2 separate regions of the Mus musculus genome follow, and region 1 is linked to region 2. The links are chromatin contacts, called in public HiChIP or PLAC-seq maps. All regions are on one chromosome and are shown on one strand. Each heading gives the region's core, a stretch centred on a gene start, on an enhancer-like site or on the middle of the called end of the contact. The rest is flanking DNA. Distances are from core to core; before and after follow the strand shown. Region 1 overlaps Zfp148 (zinc finger protein 148). Region 2 has its middle 35 kb from the start of 1700007L15Rik.

Region 1 (4,677 bases), core at 1,580-4,079, 110 kb before region 2:
TCATAAACCCTGAAGTGACTCTGACAAATGTTAATGTAAAGGGTAATAACAATAAAAACATCATATTAGTCATTGAGAAAAACAGTAAAATTAAAAAAAAATGTATGTGTGTGGAGGGGGGGGCAGGTATATTCCATAAAATGTGAAACACAAAATGTGAAACAAATGAGAAAGATGAATTTAGTATGCCCCCACGTGCATTCCAGCTCCAGTGTGGCTCTTGTGGTGGCTCCAGAAGGCCTGCATGACCCTCTGGGCTCTTTCTTAGGAGTGCAGCAGCCCAGTCACAGGCACTCAGTCAAAAACATAACCTGCACGACAGCTCTGGAAATCAAGAGTACACCCCTGATTCCAGAAACAGACAGCACCGATACACATATAGCATCGCCTTACAAAGGAAATGAAAAGAATACAACAACACAGCAATGTTCAGCAAAACGATCATTAATTATAACATGATCTTGCCAAGGTAATTTATTACACGGTTAATAAAAATGCTTAAACACTTTTTAGAGTTGAGGATATGGCTCAATGATATAATGCTTGTCTAGAATGAGTAAGGGCTTGTGTGTATGTGCATGTGTGAGTGTGTGTATGTGTGTGTGTGTGTGTGTGTGTGTGTGTGTGTGATCTCTAGCACTATAAAAACAAAACTATTATTAACTTTAAGTACAAAAATGGGTTAAGTACACTTTACAAGTTGAAAAATCAGGAAATTACATTTATACAAATCTACTAAATTTTGTAGACAGAAAGGGAATATATATATGGCAGAGAATCAAAAATATAACTCACTTATTTTATATAATAGAATCCCGTAGGCATATGTTCTGTATCCCTTAGACAGTAGCAAGGGGTGTCTAACAATGGGGAACGAGAGGAACAGGAGGATTTCCTAGTCTGCTGAAATGTTAGCAGTCTGCTCTTGCAAGCCAGTACTACTAGCTGCTCTTGCCACACTATCAAGTGTACAAGATAGATAATGATTATGATTTTAAATAAAAACTACAATTAAGTAGCCTCCAAAAAGATCCTGTTACTTAATTAGCAAGGTAGTGCATGCCTATAATCCTAGCAATCAGGAGATGGAGGTAGAAAGGCTTCAAGTTCAAGGTCAGCCTAACCTAGATCATAGCAAGAACTTGTCACAAAGAGGGAGGGAGGCATATATAATATACTTAAAGGGGGAACTGAAGACGTGGCTCAGAATGCAAAGCACTCGTCTAGCATGCATAAAACCCTTTATTCAGTCTCCAGGCCTGTATAAACTATGCACGGTGGCACACTCCTGTGCAATCCTAGCACTTAAGACACAGAGGCTGGAGAATCAAAAGCACAGTCATCCTTGGCTACACCTCAAGTTCAAGACGAGTTTCGGCTGGGACCTTGCTAATAAAGGATGAGGGAAAGGATGGCGTCTTTACTACACAAGGTAAAACATGGGGGAAATAACTATGAAGATGAATTCCCACTGCTTCATACTACACAACAGCAGGACACTGCCACTGCAAGGGAAAACACAAAAGAGGACAGTCTCAAACAGCACCAATCATGTGTCCATTCAGCCTCCCACTTCAGGTTCTTGATACAGCTGTGGTAAGATGAGGCCTCTGCCCTCAGGGAGCGTACAGTCTATTAAAGGTGTCTCTGATGAGCACCGTAAACTTTCATGAAACATCAACACTTGTATTAAAATATGAACAATAAGCAAGGATCATACATTATCTTGTTAGTTTATAAGTATAAGGGAGACATGGAAAGACGAAAATTCATTTTTAGGGAAAAAAAGGAAGGGGTAATACAGATGAGGTAGGGGAGGGAGGAGAGAGAGAGGGAGGGAGGGGTGGGGAAGAGAGAGAGATTGTAAGCTATGGCCCACCACATCCACACAGGTATGCATCTCTCTTCTCTACTTCCTCCTACAGAAGTGGGCACAGCACACCAACTACTGATCCACATTAAGACCTCTAGATCTGGATTAAGGTTGAAAGAGGTTCTGCCCACAGGATAACCCAACAGTTAAAATGAAAGGTTAGCGACCACACCTTAGCACAGTCTCTTACTTTTGCAGGAGAGCGTTGTTTCCGCTTCTTCTTTTTCTGTAAGTCTACTGGCTCTCTGACTTGTTTTTTGTCTCTCATCAGTTGCTCAGATACATCAGTAAAAGTAATTTCCTGCTTTACACTTATCTGTTTAAAAAAAACAAAGCTGATTTTAGAAATGCATAAAGTCCAATGTGTATTCTGCAGAAGTACAACTAACAAGATAACCTGAGAGTATTTTTTGGGATGCTAGGACATTGCCCATAGGACAGAGAGAATTAAGCCTGAGGATGGACTCCAAGAAAGTTCTGTATATTCATTCTATACTTCTTTAATTGTTTGAAATTAGCCAAAAAGCTTTGACTAGTAGTTAAGTCCTTGGCATCTGTTCTTTCTCCCTACACATGGAAACCAGATCAAACCAACCAGGATAAATTCCATTGTGGTGATGAGGGATGAATCAAATCAAAGCACAGGACAGTGAGCCAGATGCGAGAGAACTGTTCAGAGACAAACGGTGTGTATGCGGGATGGGGTAGTTGTCAGAATTGAAATGATATGGTAACATTTCCCTGTATCTCCAACACGGGGAGGCAGAAGGTGGGGGAGGGGATCATGAGGTTGAAGCCAATCCAGACTGCATACAAAAACCTTGTCTTAAAATCAGTAACAAAAACCAAGACACTTGTGTATGCCCTTCCAAGAGTAACTATAGCCAGGAAGTTAGGAGGAAATGAATCTTACACATGGTTACCTGACACTAATTTCCTTTCACTAGATTTCACACACATGATGCTTGTGACAATTGCGACTCCCAAGAGAATTTCCTCCATGTTCTTTGACTCTGCTCTATAGGGGCACTTCTACTTTTAGGTATAAACATCCTGCTCTGTTTTATATGCCTCTGACCTTAGATCCTGCCCCTTTCACATATACTATTTCATCACTAGCCAGGAAATCTATAAGGCTAGATTAGCTGATCCTCTAGTTTTCTCAAGGTTGAGAATATTCATATACAGGGGAGAATTGTAACAGGCACTTAGAAACTGCTTTTGTTTAAAAAACAAACAAACAAACAAACAAACAAACAAACAAACGAGCTGACTGTTCCCTTGGGCTTCAAGGTGACTAAATTTAGGATAAAAGCCCGGCTTTGCTACTTTGGTTATGTCTGTCTCCTTTACCTTGGGTTGCCTTCTTCCCTCTCCAGGAGTGTCTGTATAATCTATCTCATCTCCTGAATGGTTGATGGCATAGATAAATCATTGTCCTTGGCCTTTCCTCTGGCGTCACCTTGGATACCCAGAACAGCATATCCTCACAAGGCAGAGTTCCCTGGAGCAGAAGCAACCCTATTCTGATAAACACCCATCCTGGTAAGCAAGAGACTTCTGCAAGATCTACCAGAGCTAAGACAACGTCCACCACCCATGTGACAGGACTGCTCACTCAGGGCTGCTAATTACCTCTTGCTGCTGCCCCACCCTGCAAACACCCCAATTCCTGTAAACCTAAACCTCTCTAAAAGCAAGGCTCAGCTTACTGGACCTGTGTGCGGGACAAAGTCTTTTGTAACCACCCACCTCAAAAGTGTACTCTTCTCTTTGCTGAACCTCCATAATGTTTTCAGAGTGACTGAACACATACACCACGTACACAAAATGCTAAAAATAATCAATAGGAGGTGGAAAAACAAAAACGGAGTATATGAAACTGAGAAACTTTGTTGAAGTAGAGAAAAAAATGATTAGTGGTGTCTTGGAAAGGGGTAAGACCTAAGAGCGAGCAGTGAGGTAAGCAGCATCGGTTCCCTTGCCACAAGCAATTAAGGGTCTAATACTAAGGCACAAGAAAGGCTAGGTTCCAGCAAAGCTCAATACAGTATTGGGAACTATATTTAGACATTTTGATGTCCTTTTTTTTTTTTTAAGATCAAGAAAACCACAAAATTCTAAAAACTGATCATATCAAGAGAAAATTCAATCAAATAATAGAAACAATATATTTTTCATTTATGTTCAATATAGTTTTCTTTTTTTTTTCACATTTCCTAGCCTTTTCAACAAATCACTACCAAAGGTATAATTATAAAGTTGTATAAGGCTTTACTTAAGACATAATGCTTACTATACAATAATTAGAGAAACAGAGTCCAGGATGCATTCAATGTCAACAACACTGTTATCCCATCTTCAAATCTGGGTTCCAGAGCTGCCTATCTTTAAAACACCGAGGTTCTAAGGACACTGATGATACAGTTAATTCTCATCGGACTGGGGGTCATCAGTCAACCTCCTCAGTGCAACCTTTTAAACTTATCATTAAATGAATACAAAAAATTCTGTAATTTTGTTAAAAATAACACCAGAGCCCCCTGAAAACCATCTAAGTAAACACAGAGTGCTAAAGATTTAAGTGCCCTGACAAGAACAAAGTGCCTCTAACTGCCTACCAGGCCAGTCAAACACTGGGCCTCAAGGAATTGCTGTTTCCCTAGGGAGGGGATGGCCAAAGCCCAAAGTGCCAGCCAAGGAAGGAACTGTCTCCTGGGAAGGGATTTCACACAGATTTCAACAAATTAACAGGCCACCTCAGGACAGACTAAAGCCCAGACAAAGACAGTCAAATGCCTGTC
Region 2 (5,145 bases), core at 2,524-5,023:
ATCTTTTTAAGTAAAATTCTTTCATTGAGCTCTGACAAATGTATACAGTTGTATAACAGATTAGCATCACCAGATTACCCTTGCAGAACATCCTCATCGAAGCCGGGGATGTAGCTCAACAGTAGCACAGATGCCCAGGGTGTGCGAAGCCCTGGGTTTGAGTCTCACCAAAAACGAAACCCCCAGTCACAGGCAGCCACTGATGGCTTCCTGTCCCTGCGGGTTTTGAAAGGCAGCATGTGAGCAGGATCCTAGAACAAGCTTTTTTTGGTTGGTTCTTGTTTTTGCAGTAGTTTCCCTATGTAGCCCAGGATGGACTTGAACTCACCCTTCTTTGGTCAAATTCTGGAATTACAGGCCCTGCCACCACTCCAGCTAAGCGTGCAGCCCTTTGGATCCGACTTCTCTTACAAGTTTAGTCTCCTCCATGGCTTTCTTCGCTTGTGGCAGTAGCTCTGCTCTTTTATATCTGAAGAGCATTTCATGGATTGCTCCTGGATTGATTTACAGTTGATGAACTCTTCAGTTACTCAATAGGAATAGGACTGCTAAGTCCTTTATTAAGGGATGGTCAGCTTTATAAAAAAATAAAATAAAATTGCCAGATTGTTTCCCAAGTGACTATTGTAAGAAACAGGTCTGAGGTCTCCAGAAGTATTCAAAGTATTTCAGTAAGGCAAAAAGCTTTGCTTCTGCAGAAGGGTGTGGAGCCACGCTAAATCAAGCAAGCAAACACAATTAGGGTTGCCATTGCTATGAAGAAACACCATGACCAAAATCAACTTAGGGAGGAAAGAATTCACTTATCTTATGCTTTCACATCATGGTTCAACACTGAAGGAAGTCAGGACAGGACCTCAAGCAGGGCAGAAACCTGGAGGCGGGGGCTGATGCAGAGGCCATGGAGGGTGCTGCTTACTGCCGTGCTCCTCATGGCTCAGCCTTTCTTAGAGAACCTGGGACCACCAGCCCAGGGATAGCCTCAATGATTAAGCGCTGCACAGTCCGACATTATGGAGGCTCCTTCCTCTTGGATGACTCTAGCTGGCGTCAAGCTGAGAGAAACCTAGGCAGCACATTCATATAGGATTGGCTAACACAGATTGGTGCTGTCTCCAGGGAGAAATGAAACTTGAGCACGTATTTTGGTTTCAAAAAGTGCTGACCCTGGATAGATTTGAATTGATGCCAAGTGACTTCTTTCCATTTTTTAAAATGGAGTTTTGTCTTATTTAACCCTTTGATAGGAAGACTGTTTACATTCCCCAGGCTTATACTTTGCTCTGTCAATCCACATCCCTGATGACAATGAAGGATTCAGAATGTTGTCTTTATGTTTTTTTCAAAATTCTTTTTTTTGAGATCATAATATAGTTATATCACTTCTCCCTTCCCTTTCCTTTCTCCAAACCCTCTCAGATATCCTTCCTTGCCCTCTTCCAAATTCAGTCTCTATTGTTATTGAGTACATAACATATCTACATCTAAATAAGACCTGGTCAGTTTATATAATATTTCTTGTATGCCTGTTGTCTTAGGGCTTTTCTATTGCTTTGACAAACACCATGACCAAAACACACGTTGGGGAGGAAAGGGTTTATATGGCTTACACTTCCACATCATTAAAGGAAGTCAGAAACTGAAACAGAGCAGGCATATGGAGGCCAGAGCTGATGCAGAAGCCCATGAGGGGTGCTGCTTACTGGCTTGCTTTTCGTGGCTTGCTCAGGTACTTTCCTAGAGAACCCAGGACCACCAGCCCAGGGTTGGCCCCACCACAATGGGCTGGGCCCTTCCCTATCATCCACTAATGTAGAACCCACTGTGAAGGCTTGCCTCCATCTTTTATGGAGGCATTGTCTCTTGGCGGTTCCCTCCTCCCTGATGACTCTGGCTTGTGTCAAGTTGACATGAAACTAGCCAGGACACACGTTTTCAGGGCTGGCCTTTTGGTACTGGGTAATTCACTGGTGTGCTTTTCTACTGGGGAACATTTTCTCTCCTGATGTCAGCATTCCTTAGTTGTCTGTTTCTTTGTGTAGGGTCAAGACCTTGTGGGCTTCCCCACCCCACCCCACCCCCACCCCTGTTCACTTTGCAATGTCTATTGGTGTCTTCCTTGTCTAGCTCATGACGAGGTGGTCGTATTAGTGAGACTTTATGGGTAGAGATTCTGTCATTTTTAGGAGACACAATATCACAGCAAACTCCCTGGGTTTCTGGCTCTCACAACCTTTCTGCTCTGTCATTCTCTGAGCCTTAGGTGTTAGAGTGTTGTCCACTGGGACTGAGATCCACAACTCTGCATTTGGGGTTGTGGCTTTCTGTAGTGGTCCCCATTTGTTGGAAAGGGAAGTTTACTTAATAAATGTTACTTTTTATTTTAAAATCAGACAGCAATTTTAATTCTAGATGGCAAATTGAATGATTTTTTTTTTCCCCTTCAAGACAGGATTTCTCTGTGTAGCCTTGGCTGACCTGGAACTCAAGTTGTAGACCAGGCAGTCCTCAGACTCAACAGAGATCCACCTGTTTCTGCCTCTGTTTTTTGTTTGTTTGTTTTTCAAGACAGGGTTTCTCTGTATAGCCCTGGCTGTCCTGAAACTCACTCTGTAGACCAGGCTGGCCTCGAACTCAGAAATCCACCTGCCTCTGCCTCCCAAGTGCTGGGATTAAAGGCATGCGCCACCACTGCCCGGCAAAAGATTTATTTATTATTATATGTAAGTACACTGAAGCTGTCTTCAGACACAGCAGAAGAGGGTGTCAGATCTCATTACAGATGGTTGTGAGCCACTGTGTAGTTGCTGGGATTTGAACTCAGGACATTCAGGAGAGCAGTCAATGCTCCTAACCACTGAGCAACCTCTCCAGCCCCCTGCCTCTGCCCCCTGAGTTCCTGGATTAAAGGCACATGTCACCACCACTACTGTGGCATTTTAGTGGGGACTGTGTTGTGCACAGGCCTGAGTCTGCCTTATATGGGTTCCAGGGATCGAACTCGGCTTGTCTGCCTTCCAGGCAGGCGTGTTTACCCACTGATCTGTCTCAGCAGCTCCATCTTACCTTTTAGACAGGGTCTCTCAGCTGAGTCTGGACATCAATGGATTAGGTAGATTGGCTGTCCAGAAAGCCCCACAGATCTTCTCTCCACTTCCTCAGGACTGGGATTACAGGCTGTGGTGTCTGGACTTCACAAGAGTGTTGACTCAGGTTCTCATGCTCCTTACTGAGCTGTCTGTCACCTCAGCCCCGCCCCCTTCCTGAGACACTGCTTCACATAGCCCAGGATTCCTGATTCCTTTAACTTCCCTAGTGCTGGGATTACAGGCATGTGCCACAGAGCCTGGCTCAGTTTTGAGACATGTAGTCAGCTTGACTGGCCTTGAACTTCTGGCCCACTGATCTTAGCCTTCCTATTGCAGAGACTACAAGATCAGAGTGTGCCCGGCTCGCTCATGTTATGTTGTTAAGTTGCATTCTCCCTAATGTCTAGAAATGTGAAGCTACTTGGTTTTGGTTTCGTTTTATAAAACACAGACCATTTTGAGTGCTTTAAAATCTTACAGAGAAACAAACAAACAAACAAACAAACAAACAATTCCAGTAAGTAGACAGTTACACACATGTTCACATTGACAATAATGACATTTCCTCTGCCCTGTTCTCTCCTTTCCAGAGGAGCTGCATCCCCGCCTCCCAGAAGGAGAGAGGCGGCAGGCTTTGTATGCTCTCAACCCGGGCTGCAGCCAATCTGCGTCATCCTCGCTGTGTAATTAGAGGCTGGAGGTGCCCACGTGTCTCATTTTTAGGATCCTGTGGGCTACATTTGGCCCAGATTGGGTTATACTTTAGGCACTTCACTGCGGATACGTCTGTGTCTTCTTCGCCACTCAGTGCTCCATGCCTCAGAAGATGCTTCAAAGGGCAAATGAATGCAGGCTGTGTGCAGAGTCCCATTCTCTGAGGACAGTGGGATGCAGAGGCCTCTGTCAGGAGCATTTTCTAAAGCAGGGAAGCAGAGAGACAATCCCCAGCCCTTGATGGCTCCCAGCCTCAGACTCCAGCTGCTGCGCTTACTAAAACTGGCCCTGTGCAAAAATCTGGTTTGTTTTACAAGTGGGCACTGGCCCTGCTCATACTGTCCCCTTTCCCCTCATCTAGAATAGAATTTGTCACCACCAACTGCTGTTCCTCCCCATCCCGGTTATGGTGGTCCCCCCACCCCAATACAGAATGCCCATTCCATTTGCATTTATTGTGTGTGTGCTGGTGCTGATCTTACACTTCACAACAGAACTAGATTCCCAACCTCAGTGTAATATCTGAGTGCAGTATCTCATGCAGAGCATGACTTCATCCACAGTAGCACTCGGGGGCCAGGTTCTCTTTATTCACAAAGTTCAGCCTTTCCTTTGGGGGCAGACAAGAGCCTACCTGACATCTTGTAGACCTAGGCTTGCTTGCTTTCAGGGACACAGGGGCTAGCTACCTACTACTGCTGTGTCTGCTATGAGGCTTTAGCAGCCTATAAAGGGCAATGACCCCTTAGAGTGTCTACCTTTCAGGAATGCACGATAGAAAACCAAAAACGTTAAGTTACGCGGAGAGGCAGGTGCAAGACTGATCACGTGGTATGGCCAGGGAAGGAAATGAGCTCATCTTTATCTTGAGACCACATCAATTCATTTCTAGGAGCCGCTCAACACAAACTCATTGCTGAAGTCTAATACTTCTAAGTCATTGCCCTGGCTAGTGGCTAGCGGCTAACAACCCTGCTGAGGTAGCTCCCTCACAGGTAAGGGTGTTAACAACAATGAGCCCTCAGCCCTTCTCCCCATAGTTCATAGCAAAGAAAAGTAGAGTATAAGTTAGTAGAGCAAGCAGCATATTTAGTGAACACCTCCTGGGAGCCTGGTCCCCTCTATTATTTCAAATATCTGAATTGAGGCTGAATTGAGTACTGGAGCCCAGTTGTAGAGCACTTGACTCTGCAGGTTTAATACCCAGAATGTGCATGTGCACACACAAACCTAACAGACCTGTAAATTGTTTGTTAAGAGACTTTGGACAGTTAAAGAATCTGCCTAGTTGGGCAGCTTGGAGTTGAGTTCAGATCAGTCTAATTCTGGGGTCAGAGGTCAT

Evidence for each region. HiChIP or PLAC-seq counts read pairs in DNA pulled down with a chosen protein or histone mark.
Region 1: a contact with region 2 is called in an H3K27ac HiChIP or PLAC-seq map of regulatory T cells, with 2.2 times the contacts expected there. The contact joins two enhancer-like sites. A contact is called at or near these places in 4 of 484 Hi-C or Micro-C datasets (Th2 cells, bone marrow-derived macrophages, liver and 1 more), 4 of 115 datasets of contacts at active chromatin or transcription factors (the SCID.adh cell line, effector CD8 T cells, embryonic stem cells and 1 more) and 1 of 9 other capture datasets (embryonic stem cells).

Annotation. Positions count from the first base shown.
Region 1 is chr16:33,454,388-33,459,064 of GRCm38.p6, reverse strand. Zfp148 (zinc finger protein 148) reads right to left here. Exons shown (of 9, transcript NM_011749.4): 5 at 2,064-2,189. Among named protein-coding and RNA genes, the nearest start is that of Slc12a8, 61 kb to the left of the region's middle. Within about 2 kb of position 2,829, at least 7 of the 459 cell types and tissues checked have an H3K27ac peak or open chromatin away from gene starts, as enhancers often do. A contact at or near this core is called in regulatory T cells, where this site is marked.
Region 2 is chr16:33,343,294-33,348,438 of GRCm38.p6, reverse strand. No RefSeq gene overlaps it. Among named protein-coding and RNA genes, the nearest start is that of 1700007L15Rik, 35 kb to the left of the region's middle. Within about 2 kb of position 3,773, at least 132 of the 459 cell types and tissues checked have an H3K27ac peak or open chromatin away from gene starts, as enhancers often do. A contact at or near this core is called in regulatory T cells, where this site is marked.